3 separate regions of the Mus musculus genome follow, and all the other regions are linked to region 1. The links are chromatin contacts, called in public promoter capture Hi-C maps. All regions are on one chromosome and are shown on one strand. The core of a region is the stretch at or near the end of the contact, and the rest is flanking DNA. Distances in the headings are between cores, read along the strand shown. Region 1 holds the start of Pafah1b3 (platelet-activating factor acetylhydrolase, isoform 1b, subunit 3). Region 2 holds the start of Plaur (plasminogen activator, urokinase receptor). Region 3 holds the start of Zfp94 (zinc finger protein 94).

Evidence for each region. Promoter capture Hi-C pulls out the DNA fragments that hold promoters and counts their contacts.
Region 2: a promoter capture Hi-C map of pre-B cells shows a contact between it and region 1. The contact joins the promoter of Plaur here to the promoter of Pafah1b3 in region 1. A contact is called at or near these places in 4 of 39 promoter capture datasets (cranial neural crest, embryonic stem cells, frontonasal cranial neural crest and 1 more) and 1 of 115 datasets of contacts at active chromatin or transcription factors (pancreatic cancer cells).
Region 3: a contact with region 1 is called in a promoter capture Hi-C map of pre-B cells. The contact joins the promoter of Zfp94 here to the promoter of Pafah1b3 in region 1. A contact is called at or near these places in 2 of 39 promoter capture datasets (cranial neural crest and pre-B cells).

What each region holds. Positions count from the first base shown.
Region 1 is chr7:25,296,654-25,299,699 of GRCm38.p6, forward strand. Pafah1b3 (platelet-activating factor acetylhydrolase, isoform 1b, subunit 3) reads right to left here and starts at 1,333. Exons shown (of 5, transcript NM_001357350.1): 1 at 719-1,333; 2 at 433-522. The coding sequence starts at 799.
Region 2 is chr7:24,461,220-24,464,003 of GRCm38.p6, forward strand. Plaur (plasminogen activator, urokinase receptor) reads left to right here and starts at 1,264. Exons shown (of 7, transcript NM_011113.4): 1 at 1,264-1,348. The coding sequence starts at 1,291.
Region 3 is chr7:24,315,326-24,318,171 of GRCm38.p6, forward strand. It overlaps Zfp94 (zinc finger protein 94), which reads right to left and starts at 1,341. Exons shown (of 6, transcript NM_001199321.1): 1 at 1,194-1,341. It also overlaps the pseudogene Gm44513.

The DNA.
Region 1 (3,046 bases), core at 83-2,582:
AGAGCTAATGGCAATACAACTGAACCTCATTGTGGGGTGGGGGGGAAAGCCATTGTAGCTAAACGTCTTAGGGACTTTATTACTGATAAAGTCTTTGCAGAATACCATTACAATCAACCTTCACTTTCTGTAAAGCTATTACAACTTCGAGTAAACCCAACAGGGGCTGTGCCCCACCTTAAACAAACAATGAAAAGCCCTCACCTGACACAATCTTGAAGGAACGCCTCAATTTAACTCGACAGAGACAAACCCAACCCGACAAACTCAGGGCACACACTTCATTCTCAGCAGACATGTACATGGGGTTCTTAGATTCCTGCTACCACGGGCATTTCTGTACCCCTTATCTTGTCTTATCAGGTTCTGGGCTTGAAGTGCCAGTGAGGGTGCATGCCTGGATGAGGAAGGAGGAAACGGGTGGACCCTCACCTCACATTGGTGCATTAGCTGAACCAAGGAGTCCCCGATAAAGACTACTTCGGGTTCCTTGTCTTTGCTGTCCGCTACAAACCGATGGTGCTGCAGAGAAAGCCAGAAAGAGTCAAAGGCACGCACGCTCCAGGCCCCGCCCCACCCCGCTGCCTCAGGCGGAACAACCCCAAACAACCCAAACCAGGCTGCCCACCTAGGTGAGGAGGAGGATGTCACGAAGCAGTTCTATAGACATACACGCCCCCCAAGCCCCTAACCCTGGGGACCACGCGCGGTCACTCACCAGAGACATCCAGCGCCCGTCACCCTGCACGTCTTGCACAGGCGTGGGCTTGCTGGCCGGGTTCTCCCCTTCCCCACTCATCCTCAGCACCGCAGCCCCCTGGGGATGAGAGTGGAGTCCGCCCGGGAAAGCTCCGCGAGGACGTGGATCCGCCACGCCCACCCCTACCTCTCGGGCCAACACAATGGACCGTCCTGCCGCGCTCGCTCGCGCGTAGGGCGAAGGCCGAGCCCAGACGCCGCCTCCTTTCGCAGACTAGAAACCGTCACGTAGGAAGGAATCCTCGCTCCCCTCCCCCGATGGAGGCCGCAAAGTGGGCTCGTCTGCCGCTTCCCGCCGGGACCCCTTGCGGCCACGGGGGCCCAACGCAGGGGGGAGGGGCAGGCGAGACCAAGCGGCACTCGTGGCAGGGGAAGAGGGGGCGCAGACAAGAGAGACACAACCCAGAGTGGACGGAAAGGGGCAGGGTACCTGTAAAGCCGACAGGGACCAGGGACAATCTAGCGCCCTCCGTCCGAGGAGGAAATCATTTGCTGCAGGGCCAGAAAACTCCGGAAGAGACCACCTACGGGGGTGTGTGTGTGTGTGTGTAACCCATTCACATAGGAGAGGGAGTGGACGAGCTCATTCCTAGATCCGCGGAGGGGGTGGCTCTTAGACACCTGGGAAGGGACGCTCCCATTTCTTACTGGTGTAGGGATTTGAAAGGAAGCTAGCCAAACTGGGCGGTGGTGGCACACGCCTTTAATCCCAGCACTGGAGGGAGCCAGAGACAGGTGGATGTACTAGTTCGAGGACAGGCTGGTCAACAGAGTTCTAGGACAGCCAAGGCTACACAGAGAAACTCCCGTCTTGAAAACAAAAACAAAAAGAAGTGAAGCTGGTGGAGGCAGCACCAGAGTGGCTTTGAGGGGACTTCCCTATTTAAAACTTTCTGTTTTCTTTTGAGATGAGATTTCACTCTGTAACTTTAGCTCTCATGGAACTTGCTATAAACAGCAGGCAGGCCTTGAATTCACAGAGATCTACCTACCTCTGACTCCTGAGTGCTAAGATTAAAGCTGTGTGCCACCAGGCCAAGCCCAACACTAAGGCTTTGTTATTGTTATTTATTATTTATTTGTTATGTATATGTATATACGTGTGTGTGTGTGTGTGTGTGTGTGTGTGTGTGTGTCTTTTTTAAGGTAGGGTTTTTAAGGTAGGGTTTTTCTGTATGACAGAGCCCTCCCTGGCTGTCCTGGACTTGCTTTGTAGACCAAGCTGGCCTGTAGAGTGGTGGTATTATAGGTATGTGCCACTAGACCCAGCTTCAACATTAGTTTTTTAGTGGTATAAAATCTCAAATGCATATCTTCATGCCTCAGAGGCACCATCAGATCTATGTGAAAGAGGTGCAGAAAGATCAGAAATTGGAGATGGCTGCAAGGCCCAGCCCAGGTCCAACTTGGCATCCGTCCTGCAGATCACCTTGCACCTCCTAGGCCTCTGTTCCTCTCTCTAGATACAAAGTTCCATCATCAACTTCAGGTGGGTGGCTCTGGACTCCAAATCCCATGTCTGTAGCCAAGGCCACTTTCTATCATCTTCTTTCTTTCCCTGGCTCAAACTAAACCCCAAATCGCAGTGTTTTCTCAGATGCCCAGGGTCTCCCTCACCCCTAAATGGCCTAGTTGTTTTCTGGCAGCCCCACCTAGCGACTGAACTTTCAAACCTATCCATTCCTTCTTGTTGGCTTGATACTAAAGTAGTGAAGAGTTTTATTTATTGTGTTCACATTCTGTCTCAATCTCTTTCCCTAATCTGGACCTGGCATGAAGTTATTACTAAACAAGTGCAGTGCTTGCAGAATGATATTAGTTACATTAATGGTCAGATCCTGGCTATCTCCATCCATGTGTTGGAGAGAGAGACTCAGACATGACTGAGAAAGGCCCGGGACTCTGAGGCTTTGTGTTTCTCTAGAACAGAACTTCTTTCCTGTGTGCTTGTTTGGAGGTACGGTCTCATGTATGAGATGACTTTAAACTCACCATCCTCCAGCCTCTACCATGGTGAACAGGGCTTCCTCAACTTTTTCTACTTGAGCCCCACTTTTGCCTGAGAAAGTTTTTGGTTTTGATTTTTTTCTTTCTAAATAGGAGGTCTTACTATGTAGCTTAGGCTACCCAGAACTCATTGTGTAGACCAGACTAGCCAAATCTACCCTAGTGATGGCAATAAAGGTGTGCTCAACCATTCCAGCCCAAGAAAGCTGTGTGTGAGTGTGTGGTTGTGTGTGAATTTGAGTGTGTGTGTGTGTGTGTGTGTGTGTGTGTTTATATCTTT
Region 2 (2,784 bases), core at 14-2,513, 840 kb before region 1:
GAGCCCCTGCCTAGAATCCCCCAATGAGGGGCTGGGGGCATGGCTCAGTGGTAGAGCCCCTGCCTAGAATCCCCCAGTGAGGGGCTGGGGGCGTGGCTCAGTGGTAGAGCCCCTGCCTAGAATCCCCCAGGGAGGGGCTGGGGGCGTGGCACAGTGGTAGAGCCTCTGCCTAGCCTCCCCCAGTGAGGGGCTGGGGGCGTGGCTCAGTGGTAGACTCCTTGTCAATCCTGCAGGAGACCTTGGGTTCCGTGTTTCCCAGCTCAGGCTTCAGTGACTCGGTACTCACAGCAGTGACATCACTACTGTACGGGTGCTACTCATTGCTCTCTGCTCTCTCTGGTTCCCACTCATCAGCCACACTGAGCCGCTCTGAGTGATTCTTTGCCCTCAGGGCTTTTGCGATGACTCTTTCCTCTCCCTCAAAGGCTTTCTGTAGGAATCCACTAGACTTCTTGCACACCTTTCCTGGCTGCCCTCCGCATCACCCTCCCAAAGCAATTAAGCCATTTACCTCTCTCCCTACAGTTTGTTCCTCTTTCAACTTGTTTTTCCCCTGGTTTCCGACTGATGGGAGAGATTAGATAACTAATGTATCCTCCCCATCGTAATGGCAGAGGGTGGCGTCCTTGTGTTTCCTGCTGTGTTCCAGTTCCTGGAACAGTGCCCAGTACCCAGGAGGTCCTTGGTCAGGAGCTGAAGGAATTTTGCCCTCTAGTTTGGCAAGTTAGTGTTCCACATGATTTCCCTACATGGAATTGTACCGCCTCGGCCAAGGATGGTAGCGTGCCCATGATCCAGACTCGGGGGAGACTGAGGCAGGAGGTTCCTGAGTTCAAGGCTGGTCTTCATAGCAAGACTCTCTCTGGAGAAACTCAAATAAAACAAACTTTGAAAACATAAACTCTGATTGGTAAGAAATAGCCAAGGCTAGAGAGGATTCTAACCCTTGCTATTTGGTTGTCTTCCTTTCTCCATCATAGTCTCTCTCTCTCTCTCTCTCTCTCTCTCTCTCCCTCATCCCTCCTTCTCCCTCCCTCTCTCCCTCCGTTCCTCCCTCCCTCTTTCCCTCCCTCCTTTTTTGAGACTGCATCTTACTATGTATGGAAGGGGCAGAGTTTCTTGAACTATGGAAGAGGAAGGGCTGGGGGGGGGGGGCGGGGGCGGGGCGGGGGGAGGCGAGGCAACCCCTGGAGCTGACTCACTCTTTAGCAAACAGTGGGAGGAGCCCTAGGGTCACAAAACTGTCTTCTTCCCCTCGGTCAGTCTAGAGCAGAGGTGAAGGAAGAACCCATGGGACTCCCAAGGCGGCTGCTGCTGCTGCTGTTGCTGGCGACTACCTGTGTCCCAGGTAAGAGCTGCGTGGTGGCACCGGGCGTGAGCTAGAGGAGGATGGCCCAGCGCTCCACCCTTCTATCCAGCTATTCTCCGGGTGTGTTCTCAGGCTCCACGTGGCACAGTCAGACTCCCGCAGGCATTCATTTAGTAAACGCTGATCCCTGGTGCACAGTGCCTGGCACACTGGAGGACGCGGAGGAACAGAGAGGTTAAGAAGCTGGTCCAAAGCCTCACAGCTAGGGGTTGAATGATAACTGGACATGTGACCTCACAGCCACTCCCCACAGTGTTTTGGTCTGTGTGGGGATCCCACTTTGGGACAAGACAGGGGCTCAGGGGTCTACATCTCAAAGGTCCACAGAGTTCAGCGGGAGCCCAGGGCCTGTCCCTCGAATACACTTGTCTTTTACTATGTTATGTCCTCAGCCTTCTTCCTCCAGGAAATGCGGGGGAAATGGTGTTGAGAAAGTAGAGGGAAATGGGGAAGGAATTGAGTCAGGGTTTGGCACGGTGAATAACTCGGAAAGCCCTCTCTAGTCCGCGGGAGACCGGAGATGATTAATGGGGTGGGAAAAGATCTCTGGCGGGGCCTGGGTGGTCTGGGAGCTAGAGGGGGGAGGGGTGGGGGTGCAAAGGGGAGGGGCTCTTGTTGAAGAAAGGATATCTGGCACAAAGGGACCGGCTCTAAATTGCAGACCGGATCTCGGGGCTCAGACAGGACAGTTCTTACTGTGAAATCCAACCCCGGGAGGAGGGGACCCTGGAGTGGGGCTGCCACCTGGGGTCAAAACTGGCTGTGTGGTTCAGGACAGTTACTTAGCCTTTCTGTTCCTGGAACTTGTCTGGGAAATGGGGGCCAGACTAAGGCTAGGCTGGTGCAAAAGTTCTGATTAGAAACTGGGCAGTCGGGGGCTGGAGAGATGGCTCAGTGGTTAAGAGCACGGACTGCTTTTCCGAAGGTCCTTAGTTCAAATCCCAGCAACCACATGGTGGGTCACAACCATCTATAATGAGATCTGACGCCCTCTTCTGGTGCATCTGAAGACAGCTACAGTGTACTTACACATAATAATAAATAAATCTTTAAAAAAAAAACGAAAAAAAAAACTGGGCAGTCTGAGGCGGGGGGCTATAACATTGGCGAGACGTGGCCTAGGTGAAGACCTGCAGGAGGGACTTCGGTCCTGGGGTGGGACAAACGTTTGGGGGCTGAGGTGGGTCTTTGAAAGTGGTTCTCAACCTTCCGAATGCTATGATCCTTTAATACAACTCCTCACAGTTTGGTGACCTCCGACCATAAAATTATTTTTGTTGCTACTTCATAACTGTAATTTTGCAACTGTTAGAAATCTTCATGTAAATATCTGATGGGCAGAATATCGGATATATGACCCCTCCTGAGGGTGAGAACAGCTGGGCTGTGTGCTGTTAAGCCCCGGCAGGGCTAGT
Region 3 (2,846 bases), core at 91-2,590, 980 kb before region 1:
GGCTACACTTGATCAAACCATCTTTTTTTTCCTTTTTTGTTTTTTGGGTTTTTTTGGCTTTTTGTTTTGTTTTGTTTTTCAAGACAGGGTTTCTCTGTGCAGCCCTGGCTGTCCTGGAACTCACTCTGTAGACCAGGCTGGCCTCGAACTCAGAAATCCATCTGCCTCTGCCTCCCAAGTGCTGGGATTACAGGTGTGTGCCACCACTGCCCGGCTGATCAAACCATCTTGGGAGCATGCTGAGCAGGGAGCTGTGTTGTTTGGACCATCAGCTTTCAGGCTATGACTAGTTTTGAATTTTATGCGGCAACAGTCTTGATCTGAGTTACTCTATCTTGGATAAAAGTGCCAAGAAGAAATCCATGTCTTGTTTACACAGTCATAGCCAGGCGACTCAATTGTGCTATTAAAAGATATCGACTAGCCTTTAGTCCCAGCACTCAGGTAGATCTCTGTGAGTTCAAAGCCAGCCTGGTAACATAAAACATAAGCGCACCAACCATATCACGTTACTTCTTCACCAAGGGACCGGTATGTGGCAGGCACACTGCTCAGTAGCCTGGTCACATGCCAGGAGCCAAGTCCAGTTCCAATGATCCATCCTGTGATAATAAACTCACGAGTGTGTATAACTGTGTGCCAGGTGACTCGTGGTCTGAAATTTATCATTAGCTATGTTAAGCTTGGAATAAAAGAACCTGTGATTAATGGCCAACCACCAGGAGAAATCGAGATTCCTTGGCAAATTGCAGCCAACGAAACTGACACAGCTTATGACTTTCTTGTCGTTCAGCAAAATCTGACATCGTGGAAAGCCATAGACGTGTCCGTTTATCCTTCTACATGACAGGCTCTCGACAAATCTCCACCCATCCCGATTCTCTGCAGTGTAGGTGTGAGTCCTAGAACCTTCAGGGCAGGGTGACACTAGCTACATCAATGCCTCAAACAACACTATCAACATGGCCCTCGCACCCCAATTCCAGACAGCAGTGAAGGAAGGTGTGAGGGCTCACACCTGTCATCGCAACACACCGGATGCTGAGGCAGGAGGCTGACTGAGCCACGCGCTGAGACCCTATCAGTGCGATGATATCTGTGGGATGGAGGGAGGCTCATTGGGCGCCCTGCGCTTCCCTTTCGCCAGCCTGGAGCCGACTCCCCTACGGCCGCCCGCCGCCAACCCTGCAAACCTCCAGATCCAGGCATCAGTCGAGGAAGGTGTGGGAGAGAGGAGACTCAAGGGAGGACAAGGGGAGCGGATGCTAACAGAAACCACCTGGGAAACACTTCCCAGAATGCTTCGCATCAGCCCGCACAACAGAAGCACGCGCAATGCTCCGAGAATTTGAACTACGCTTCCCAGAATGCTCGGCGTCCGCCGGCCTTCACAGACGCACGCGCAATGCGCAGAGACCCTGGACGACACTTCCCAGAAATCTCCGCGTCAGCTCTCCCGGGTGCCTGCGTGTTTGTGGAACAGTTGAACTACATTTCCGGTAGTGAATGCGGAGAGGCGGATCTTACACTCGTTTCTCCTAGTATATAGCCTCTCTGGAGTGTGTGTGTGTGCGCCACGCAGGTACTTCCCTAGCCCTCTGCGGAACTTTTTATTTAATCTGCGAGACACTGGTGCGCACTGTACAATCCATACTGAATTTACGATGGTCCTCCTGCCTCAGTCTTGCACACTCTCAAATGCTGGGCTAACGTGTGTGCCATGACACCATGCTGCCTCTGAACTTGACACGTCCCACGTGGAAAATTTTTCACCCTGGAAAATTAAGAGTCCTTACCTCATAGGCGGTAATTTGGCCCTACCGTTGTCCTTATATACCTGAGTATATAATATATACTTCTGTGTTTCTCAAAGAAACCAAAATTCTCTCTACACATCACAGCCACACAATCCACTTAACCTCCTGCTAGGCTGCTTCTTCAATGTAACCACAGGTACATTGATAATTCATACTCTCCTCCCTGCCCCTCCAGTTTTCTCCCCACTTCCTTCTATCTTCCACATCAATCTAGATCAATCCACAGGAGAAACAAGTTTTGGTTTGCTTGGTTTTTTTTGTTTGTTTGTTTGTTTGTTTTGTTTTGTTTTGTTTATTTTTCAGAGATTTATTTCTTTTTTTATTTATGTGAGTACAAATAAAGTACAATTAAAAAAAAAGCTAGCTTCAGACACACACTAGAAGAGGGCATCCGATCCCATTACAGATGGTTGTGAGCCACCATGTGGTTGCTGGGAATTGAACTCAGGACCTCTGGCAGTCAGTGCTCTTAACTGCTGAACCATCTCTCAGCCCTGTCTGTCTGTCTGTCTGTCTGTCTGTCTGTTTGTTTGTTTGTTTGTTTGTTTGTTTTTAATTATCCCAAAGGACCACTAGCAAAAGTTTTTTTCATCCAAACAAAATCTCGGCGTATGTGTGTGGCACAGCGGAGATGCTGTAACAGGTATACATAGTAGCAAGGAAAAAGACTAGTTTTTACATGATATGATTGTTGTGACAATTTTGGAGTTTTGGTTTCTTTGAAAAACAGAAATACTATAGGAATGTTTTGATTTTAGCCCCAGGTGAGGAATATGAGGCTGCTTCAGACGGTCCACAGCAGCTGGGATTTGCCTCCTGCTCTAGCAGAGGCGTGATTTTGCCAGCTGCAGGTGGTTTCTGTGCGTGTGTGATGTTTAGAATTCGGGGGACTTTTCAGAGAGGGGTGGGTGTAGGTTGGCTTTTGGTGGCTGTTCAGTGGGGTTGTTGGCAGTTTGTTAGCTGTTGGTCTTTGACTGCTGTTGGTCAAAGTTTGTTAAGTGGTCCTGTGCAAAGAAGAAACAGCAAGAC